Regions from separate parts of the Mus musculus genome. Here region 2 is linked to region 1. The links are chromatin contacts, called in public ChIA-PET maps. All regions are on one chromosome and are shown on one strand. Each heading gives the region's core, a stretch centred on a gene start, on an enhancer-like site or on the middle of the called end of the contact. The rest is flanking DNA. Distances are from core to core; before and after follow the strand shown.

The links. ChIA-PET counts read pairs in DNA pulled down with a chosen protein or histone mark.
Region 2: a contact with region 1 is called in an RNA polymerase II ChIA-PET map of effector CD8 T cells, with 529 read pairs. The contact joins the enhancer-like site here to the promoter of Fam98b in region 1. A contact is called at or near these places in 1 of 15 datasets of contacts at CTCF or cohesin (CD8 T cells), 3 of 484 Hi-C or Micro-C datasets (CD4 T cells, CD8 T cells and nephron progenitors), 6 of 115 datasets of contacts at active chromatin or transcription factors (CD8 T cells, the SCID.adh cell line, bone marrow-derived macrophages and 3 more) and 2 of 9 other capture datasets (adipose tissue and liver).

The regions. Positions count from the first base shown.
Region 1 is chr2:117,247,619-117,252,061 of GRCm38.p6, reverse strand. Fam98b (family with sequence similarity 98, member B) reads right to left here and starts at 2,323. Exons shown (of 8, transcript NM_026620.3): 1 at 2,224-2,323. The coding sequence starts at 2,294. Gm25189 (a small nuclear RNA gene) reads right to left here and starts at 3,791; the gene lies at 3,628-3,791.
Region 2 is chr2:117,311,043-117,315,654 of GRCm38.p6, reverse strand. All of the region lies in intron 2 of Rasgrp1 (RAS guanyl releasing protein 1), which reads left to right. Among named protein-coding and RNA genes, the nearest start is that of Rasgrp1, 30 kb to the left of the region's middle. Within about 2 kb of position 3,109, at least 63 of the 459 cell types and tissues checked have an H3K27ac peak or open chromatin away from gene starts, as enhancers often do. A contact at or near this core is called in CD8 T cells, effector CD8 T cells and memory CD8 T cells, where this site is marked.

The DNA of each region.
Region 1 (4,443 bases), core at 1,074-3,573:
TTTCCCATCTAATCTCATTTAGTTGGATTTCAACTCATCCTTCCTACTTCAACTCAGCTATCACTTCTTCAGGAATCTATCGCTAACCCATAAGGCTTCTGTTTCATCACCCTGATTATTTTCCTTTGAAGCACTTATTACACTGTATAATGGACAACCACATCTGTTTTTACTCTTAACTGTGAGCTCTGTAAAGCCAGGAATCAAGTCAATCTTGCTCACCACTTGACTGCTCAGAACAGTGTCCAAGACACGGCCATACTCCATAAATGTTTGAAATGAGCAGTGATTCTCAACGTAGGCTGTGAAGTTTTATAACATCTGCAACACTATAATATATCCCTGAAGAGTATGACTCAGGGAGTCGGTAGTGTATACGAGACCCTAACATTTTATCAGCTCTCTACAAGGCTGCAATGCCCAGCTAGACCAACTAGCTGAGATGGACTGCTCACAAAATCATAGACTACTATAACCAAAGAAGCATGAAAGCATTGGCTTTCGGATACTCATTTCAGGGAAGAGGAAACTGATTCCTAATCGATATTTTTGTTGTTGTTGTTGTTGTTGTTGTTATAACACTCTACATCTCTACAATGGTCTTTTGCAGCTTTCCTTTCTAAGCCATTGCATTCATTTTTTACTTTACATGACAACCTAAAGCACTTTCATTGATAAACTACGTGGTTTAATCACAATAAAAAAATACATTACTACTCGAAATCCACATGAAGATCCGAAAAGACAGTGATCAATTACAACATACATAATCAGTAACATTTCCCACATTTCGTTATCATAGAGGGGGGTTTTCAAACTTCAAAATCTTGTCTTTGGCCATTCCAGGAACACTGATTCTGAAGTATGCAACAGTTTTAACTCTCATATTGAATAATGTGAAACAAATGTCTCTCAGTAAATGTCAACATTAGAGCAAATTTCACTTTCTTAAATGCTATGGTAGAAACAATATGTTTCAGGAATCAAAGAAGAATAAAACCACTGTCTTCGCACTTCATAAATGGCTACAAGATCCCAAAAATTGTAAATGTCTGGGATCCAAGCTGGAGCCTACGCACACCAAGGTATTTTAACTTCGTATTAGTTATATTTCCCCTGCAGGGTTAAGAAAATTTCATAGAAATACAAATAGCCCTGATGTTGTCGTGCTGGTTCTGTTTTTTTATTTAACAAACATTTTATTCAAGATCAAGTAAATTCAAGGTTCTGTTATGCTGAGTAGCAGCAAAGTATGCATTATCAGGGTGCAACAAAAGTTAACACTTGCTAGAAAAAAAAAGAACAAAATAGTTTGAGGGAACGAAAATAAGGGAACCAGGCATGATAGTTTCAAACTTCTTTAGGAGCAGTTACCCTAAAATGAAACCACCTTAAGGAGGTAAACGTCTGTGCAGATGGCGCCAACGTTGGGGAAAGGATCCGTTTATTAACCCTCAACCGTTTGGACCTTTGCTCACAAGTACACACCCTCCTCTGAACTTTTTCTTCAATCGCTGTGACAGGCCCCACTCTAGTATGTTGCCAGGAGGAGTCCATCAGTGAAGAAAGTTGACAAGTTTCTCAAACTCTGGGTGAAGTTCATGTGACAAACAGGTAAAAAGAGCAAGCGCTGGGAAGAACACCAGGATGGAGGGGAGTAACACTGCTTGTCCAGATCGCCTCATCACCGCCACCCCGGGGTTCCTCTTAACACCTAAAGTGGTAACGACGTTCTGAAAACTGTCGTTTCTCCCTGCCTACCACACAAACGTGCTTTAAGGAATGGAGAAGGTTAAATGCAGGGGTTCACACTTAACTAAGAGTCTTCAGTCTAAGAAGCGGGAGTGAGTCCTCCCCCAGCCCTGAGTAAGCCACCGATTTGAGCAGCATGCGCGACACAACAGTCCAGACGCAACTGCGGTGCGGCGGGAGCAGGATCTACGTCCATACAAAGGGCTCCCCCCCCCACCCCCCCGAGGCCCGGGAGGAGCCGGCTGCAGGCTGAATGTAATGAAAGAGGGAAAACGGCCGGCACAGCCAGGCCTCTCGCTGCAGCCGCTCGTTCCCGCCGGCTCCCAGGGTCCCGGCTACCCGGAGCGCAGAGGCCTGCGCACCGCCCGGTACACAAGGCCTGCTCCGGGGAGAAGCGCACGCCCGTGCCACAGCGGCCACGCGCAGGGCCAGCGTCCTCTCCTCTGAGAAGTTGTCCACGAGAACACTCACCCCAGCGCCTCCAAGGTGTCCAGAACGTCCCCTTCCATGCTGGTTTCGGGCCCGAGCTCTGGCCCTCTCATGGTCGCTTGGTCCAAAGCTGTTCGTCACTAAAAATCCCGCCGGAAACCAGCGTCAGCACGCCAAGGTTCCGGGACTTGTAGCCGTGGCAACCGTGGAGGAGTCCCTGCTTGGTGCAACGTAAAAGCCATGTTTGCAACAATAGACTTTTAAAAAATAAATAAGCATCTTTGTGTTAGATCTTATCCATGTGAAGTCACTATCTTTTACTATCATGATTCTACTGTAGGTGTTGAATACTACCCCACCTTAGATTTTTTAATTTTTGTTTATGGTGTGTGTCAGGTGTGTGTAGATGCTCCGGAAACCAGCAGAGGGCAACAGATCAAGCCCTCTGAAAGAGCAGCCACATTCTTAACCAATGAGCCAACTTTCCAGTCGCCCCCACACACATACATCTTGCTTTTTATAACAAAAATCCCAAAAGGAAACTATAATGATCTCCAGCTAAAAAGTAACAGGATGTCTATATACATAAGTCCATTGAGCCAATACATGTGCCAGTGCTCTAATAAGAAGAGATCTAGGGTATCATTTCATTATGAATATAGAACCAAATAAGTGAGTTGTTGTGTTCATCTATCTGCAGAACCACTTCAAATACATATTCAAGATTTTGTATTGTGTTGCTGGTCATTTATGAATGTATTAGCAACAAAAGGTACAGCTCCAGATGCAGTAGAAACATCCATAAGAAATAAAAGCAAGGCCACAACATGCCTTTAATCCCAGCACCCAGGAGTCAATGTTTCTCCTGAGTTCAAGGCCAGGTTAGTCTATACAGTGAGCTCCAGGCCAGCCAGAGCTACAAAGTAAGACACTGGCTCACAAAACAAACAGCAAAAGAAGAAAGAAAGAAAGAAAGAAAGAAAGAAAGAAAGAAAGAGAGAGAGAGAGAGAGAGAGAGAGAGAGAGAGAGAGGAGGGAGGGAGGGAGGGAGGGAGGGAGGGAGGGAGGGAGGGAGAGAGAAAGAAAGAAAGAAAGAAAGATGGAAGGAGAGGAAGAGGGAGAGAAGGAAGGGGAAGGTGTATTAGTCAGGGTTCTCTTGAGTCACAGAACTTATGGGTAGTCTCTATATAGTAAAGGAATTTATTGATGACTTACAGTCTACAGTCCAACTCCCAACAATGGTCAGTAACAGCTGTGAATGGAAGTCCAAGGACCTAGCAGTTGCTCAGTCCCACATGGCAAGCAGGCGCGAAGGAGAGAAAGTGAGACTCCCTTCTTTCAATGTCCTTAAATGGTCTCCATCAGAAGGTGTAGCCCAGATTAAAGGTGTGTGCCACCATACCTTGAACTCAGATCTCCCTGTCTTTTTGTTTGTTTGTTTGTTTAAAGGGGAGAGCACAAACGCAGTCCCCCACTACCACAAATTATGCAGTCGAGTTTCCCGCATTTGGGGAAATCGCAGTGGTCAGCACATCCGGAGTGCAATGGATACACCTCGCCCTGGGAAAACCACCTTCGTGATCATGGTATCTCCCCTGCCAGGTAAGTATGATTTCCCTGCCTTAATCTTCTGGAATCCATAGCCACTATGCCTCAAGATCTCCATACCCAGATCCAGGTCAGAAACTTCTATCTCCCAGCCTCCAGATTAGGGTCACTGGTGAGCCTTCCAATTCTGGACTGTAGTTCATTCTAGATATAGTCAAGTTGACAACCAGGAATAGCCACTACAGGAGGTAAGGGGGAAAGACAAGAAAGAAAGGAAAGAAAAAAGAGAAAGAAATTTAAAAAAATAAAGACATCTTCTGAGTAACATAAATTATTTCCAAAAATTCATGTCAAAAGAAATCTCAGGGTTGTTTGAGTGGAAAGAAAATACTGACAGATGAGAATATGAGAGTGTAAAAAAGTGCTGAAAAGTACTCCTAGAAAGAGCAAAGTGAGATAAATATTGGCTGTTCAAAACAGCAAGTGTAATGTCTTATAAAATTTGAAATGTGTTGGGAAGAAGGTTAGCAAATAAAGTTAATGAATTACAGAATTTACCCATTTCTAAGAAGTGATAAAATAATTTATGATAGTAAGTCAAGATTACACACTATCATTATTAATGTATTTAGTAAAAAAAAAAATCCTGTGACCCACTTTGATCAACTGAATATAGTAGAATATTGAACTAATCAGGTATAGTCTTTAAATAGT
Region 2 (4,612 bases), core at 1,860-4,359, 63 kb before region 1:
CTTACTGCTTTTAATATTCTTTCTTTGTTTTGTGCATTTGGTGTTTTGACTATTATGTGATGGGAGGAATTTCTTTCCTGGTCCTATCTATTTGGAGTTCTGAGGGTTCTTGTATGTCCATGGGCATTTCTTTCTTTAGGTTAGGGAAGTTTTCTCCTATAATTTTCTTGAAGATATTTACTGGCCCTTTAAATTGGGAATCTTCACTCTCTTCTATACCTATTATCCTTAGATTTGGTCCTCTCATTGTGTCTTGAATTTACTGGATATTTTGGGTTTTGCATTTTATGTTTTCTTTGGCTATTGTGTCAGTGTTTTCTATGGAATCTTCTGTACCTGAAATTCTCTCTTCTATGTCTTGTATTCTGTTGATGATGCTTGCATCTGTGGCTCCTGACTTCTTTCCTAGGTTTTCTATCTCCATATTTGTCTCCCTTTGTGATTTCTTTATTGTTTCTATTCCCATTTTTAGATCCTGGATGGTTTTGTTTAATTACATCACCTGTTTGGTTGTGTTTTCCTGTAATTCTTTAATGGATTTTTGTGTTTCCTCTTTAAGGGCTTAAAACTGTTTACCTGTGTTCTGTATTTCTTTAAGGGAGTGATTTATGTCCTTCTTAAAGCCCTCTATCCTCATCATGAGATGTGATTTTAAATCAGAATCTTGCTTTTCTGATGTGTTGGGGTGTCCAGGACTCACTGTGGTGAAAGAACTGGGTTCTGATGATGCCAAGTAGCATTGGTTTCTGTTGCTTATGTTCTTGCTCTTGGTTATCTCTGGTGTTAGCTGGTCTTGCTGTCTCTGACTTTGGCTTGTGCCTCCTGAAAGTCTGTGTGTCAGCACTCCTGGGAGACCAGTTCTCTCTGGGAAGAATTTGGGTATGGAGAGCTGTGGTGCAGTGTCAGTCAGCTCTGGGGTGCAGATGGAAACTGGAAGGATCTTGTCTCCCTGCTGTTCCTTGGTTCCTTGTATCTTGATGGCTCTGGGAGAGTTCCTCTTGGGCCAGGAAATTGAACAGACGTGATTGTTTTACCTATGCTTACAGGTGTGTCAGCACTCCTGGGAGACCAGTTCTCTCCCAGCAGTATTTGGGTATGGAGTGCTGTGCACAGAATCAGCTTCATATATTCTTTTTTAAAAAGCACACACACACAAACATGAAATCTGCTTTGTGTTAGAAATGCCTAGAATTTAATAGACAAGAGAGAAGTGAGAGGAAGAGTAGTAACCCACATTTCCCACCCAGTTTGTAGTTCTGTCTTCTTCAAGTCCCTTGATTGTTGCCCAGCCCCCCACCAGCCACTTTCTGGCAGTTCTCTGGTTCCCTCTGGAAAGTTGGGACCTGGCCTATTGCTTTATTTTGCCTGGCAAGGTGCATTCCTAAGGTTACAGTGGGATGGGCCACGGACTGTTTGCCAATAAGGCTGTATCAGAGGCAGCTTCCTTTAAATCAAATCAAACTGCAATATACTAATCAGCCAGGTAATTCCACTATTTGATGGGTTCTGGGAATAGAAGGGGGCATAGTCTTCCAAAAGTGATGCTCAGAGTCTGAAGTAACCACACTAAACCAGAGTCAGCTCACTGGGCCCTCCCTCCTGTGCCACTTCCGCCACGGCACAGTCTTTAGTTCTTTGCACTCCACCCACTCACTCTCGGAACTGTGTCCAGTTTGCACACTTGCTAAGGACAACTTCCCCTGTGACTTCTCAGATCCCTGGTTCCACAGATGTGGCAGGTCCAGACTCAGGCAAGCAGCCCCCTAGGAAAATCAGCTGTTTTGTTCAGCAGAGCCAATGCAGCTAAACAGCCCTTTCTCACTTTAGGCAATCCGTGCACTTGATTAGACATCTATAGATTGCAGTCGCTCATCTAAAAAAATCTAGGTCAGAAGCAGAGCATGCCCAGAGAGAGATGTGACTGTTGGTGCCTGGTTTGCTGAAGAAAGAGAGAGCACTTCTCCTGGCCACTCAGACTACTGTCAGCTTATGGAAGCCACCATCTTTATCCAGTTGCCATTGGCTCAGAGGCTGTCAGCATTCTAGATGGCCCAGGCTAATGGTACCAGTAGAACCTACCTTCTGTGATCATAAGCAGTAGTGGGTAGATTTAAGGTTAGCATTGCTGGGGGAAAATTTTAGAGCATATTCTCTAGTTCTACAAAGAATGATGAATCTGTATATAGGTGTAGCTGTTCTTCATGGAGCTGGGTGTGGGAAGAAGAGCAGGGCACTGGTGGGAATACCTTTATAGCATGGATGGCTAAATGTTCAGGCTGTTCCTGATACTTTACTACCCCAAGCAGAAGTGACAAGGAAAGAACCCAATGCTGGGGACCAAAGCCCTTCCTGCTAGGTATTCAATTCACCAGCTCCATAACCATGACTGACATGTGTTGCCTCCATTTCTTATGGAGAGCAGCCATACTGACTGGCAAGCTTGTCATGGGTCCCACTCATTCAGCACAACACTTGGTTTCTCCATACTGTTCTCTCCAGGTTTAGAAGGCTGAAGACCTTTTTAAAAAATTAAGGTGACATGGATTATATGTTTTAAGCTGATAAGGCAGTAGAAGCGGTGAAAGTATATGTAACCACAGTCCTTCGCATACACTTGATGTCTCAGCTGCCACTATCAACATTAAAAATCCCTGAACCTGACACAAAGCCCAGAGAGTTTGGGGTGTACTTTCCAGAGTTTAGAGAATGCATTGTCTTGCTGTCAAGAAGCAGCATCTGCCCCATTGTCGGATGTTCAGAGTTCTGACTGTGCCTGTTAGGTTCTGCCTGGATCCAGTCTGCCTTCATTTCTGGGATACTGATCTCCTCTGGCAGGTTCAGCCTTGCCCGAGGATTTCTGATCCTGGCTTCTCGGATCCCTGGATGGCGCATACTTGTTACTTCCTGTTATACAAGCCACCCCCACCTCCATGCGTCTTCCTTCTCAATATGCCGATTTCTGACATTCTGCCTTTGGTACCCTCAAAATCTTTCACACATCAAGATGTTTCCATAGAAACCAAAACAAAGGAGACACAAAGACTGTGTTATAGTTTCTCTCTGGTGTCGGTCACATGACTTTGTGCTTCCTGTCAGCTTTGCAGTGTGGTATTTTCATCGTATCCCTCAGACATGTCTCACTGGAAAGCCACCCCTTCCCTATTAGTAAGCTTAGGAATGTGGAATGCAGCCTTTGCTGAGTTTTTCTCACAGAATTCAGACCACACGGAAGCAGTTCATCTGTCTAAAGCTAGAAGCTTATTTGAATCTAAGACAAAACTGAAAAAGAAGAGTGACTGAGGAGACTTAGACACAGGTGAACCTTGACATTCCAAGTCACTTTGCCAGAGACCTCCTGAGGCCCTCTCTGAACCAGCACAGATGTAAGAGGTCTCTCTCTTCCCCTAGCCCTCCCTGTGAGATCTGTTCCCTTTCTTAATGCTCTCCCCACCCCTGCCACCGTGTGGTCTCTTCCACTTCTTGATCCTCCCTATGGGGTCTCTCCCTTCTCCTAACCTTCCCACCATTCAGCATGGCCCCTGTGATTCCTCTTCCTAACATTTGGTGCCTAAAACTATTGGTCTATTAACTGTGGTTCCTTCTTCAGCTAGATTCAGAACTCTTTAATGGCAGCATTTCCTCAGCTCTTCAGATATCTTCTGGAACCTAGGACATTGCTCCTTGCAGAATAGTTTCATGATCAATATTGATTAATAATATAAAAGCATGGTTTTGCAGTGCCGGGCATGGACTCCATGTTTATACATGTTAAACAGGTGACCTCTCATGGATTGGCACCTTTGGAAATCCTTATATTTTATATATAAAATAGTTTCTGAGTCACTTTTCTTTATTGGTACAAGTAGATGTGAGATGCCCACCCACTGACCTGTAGTGCTTTTTAAAGGAAAAAGGTACATTAGATAGAAAGGGAGATAAAGAGCAGTTGAGAATCTGATTCTGTAAAGTATAGCTCTTGCCTGTAGATGGTAGAAAGTGGATTGTTGGCTCATACACAGATGACTCCAGAGCCCACATACCCACATAGCTTCTGTTCACTCCCTCAAGCAAATGGTCCACAGGTTAGATGTGTTTCATTGTGGTATTTCCCAAGAAGTATATGTCCATCATTCCCTGAGGCAAGTTGGTAAGAGTGACGTTCAGTGCACTCCACTGAAGTTTCAACCCCTTTAAGAATTAGCACAGCAGATGGTAGTGAAAAATTATGCACATTTTATTATGCATTGCACATTTTGCTTATTAGAATTTTTCATATGACACTCTGCATTTTTAAAAGCCTAAAGATGAAAACAAAGTAGAATTATTCATTGAAATATTTAAATCAGCTTACAGCAATTATAACAAACTATCAAAATAAAATCCAGCACCCTGGAAGGTAGATAGATTCCCCCTGACCAGCATCTTGAAGAAGTGTTTGTTCTGTGGGATGAGAGCAGGCAGGGAATGCTCCCTTGGTGAGATTATCTAGTCATCAAAGGTCATGTGGGAGAAAGATGGTGGTAGGGCAGGGGCAAGAGACTAAGCCAATGTCATAGAAAAAGGAGAACCAGGAAGGGAGAAGAGGTGACACCCTGTCTAGGTGTACAGAGAA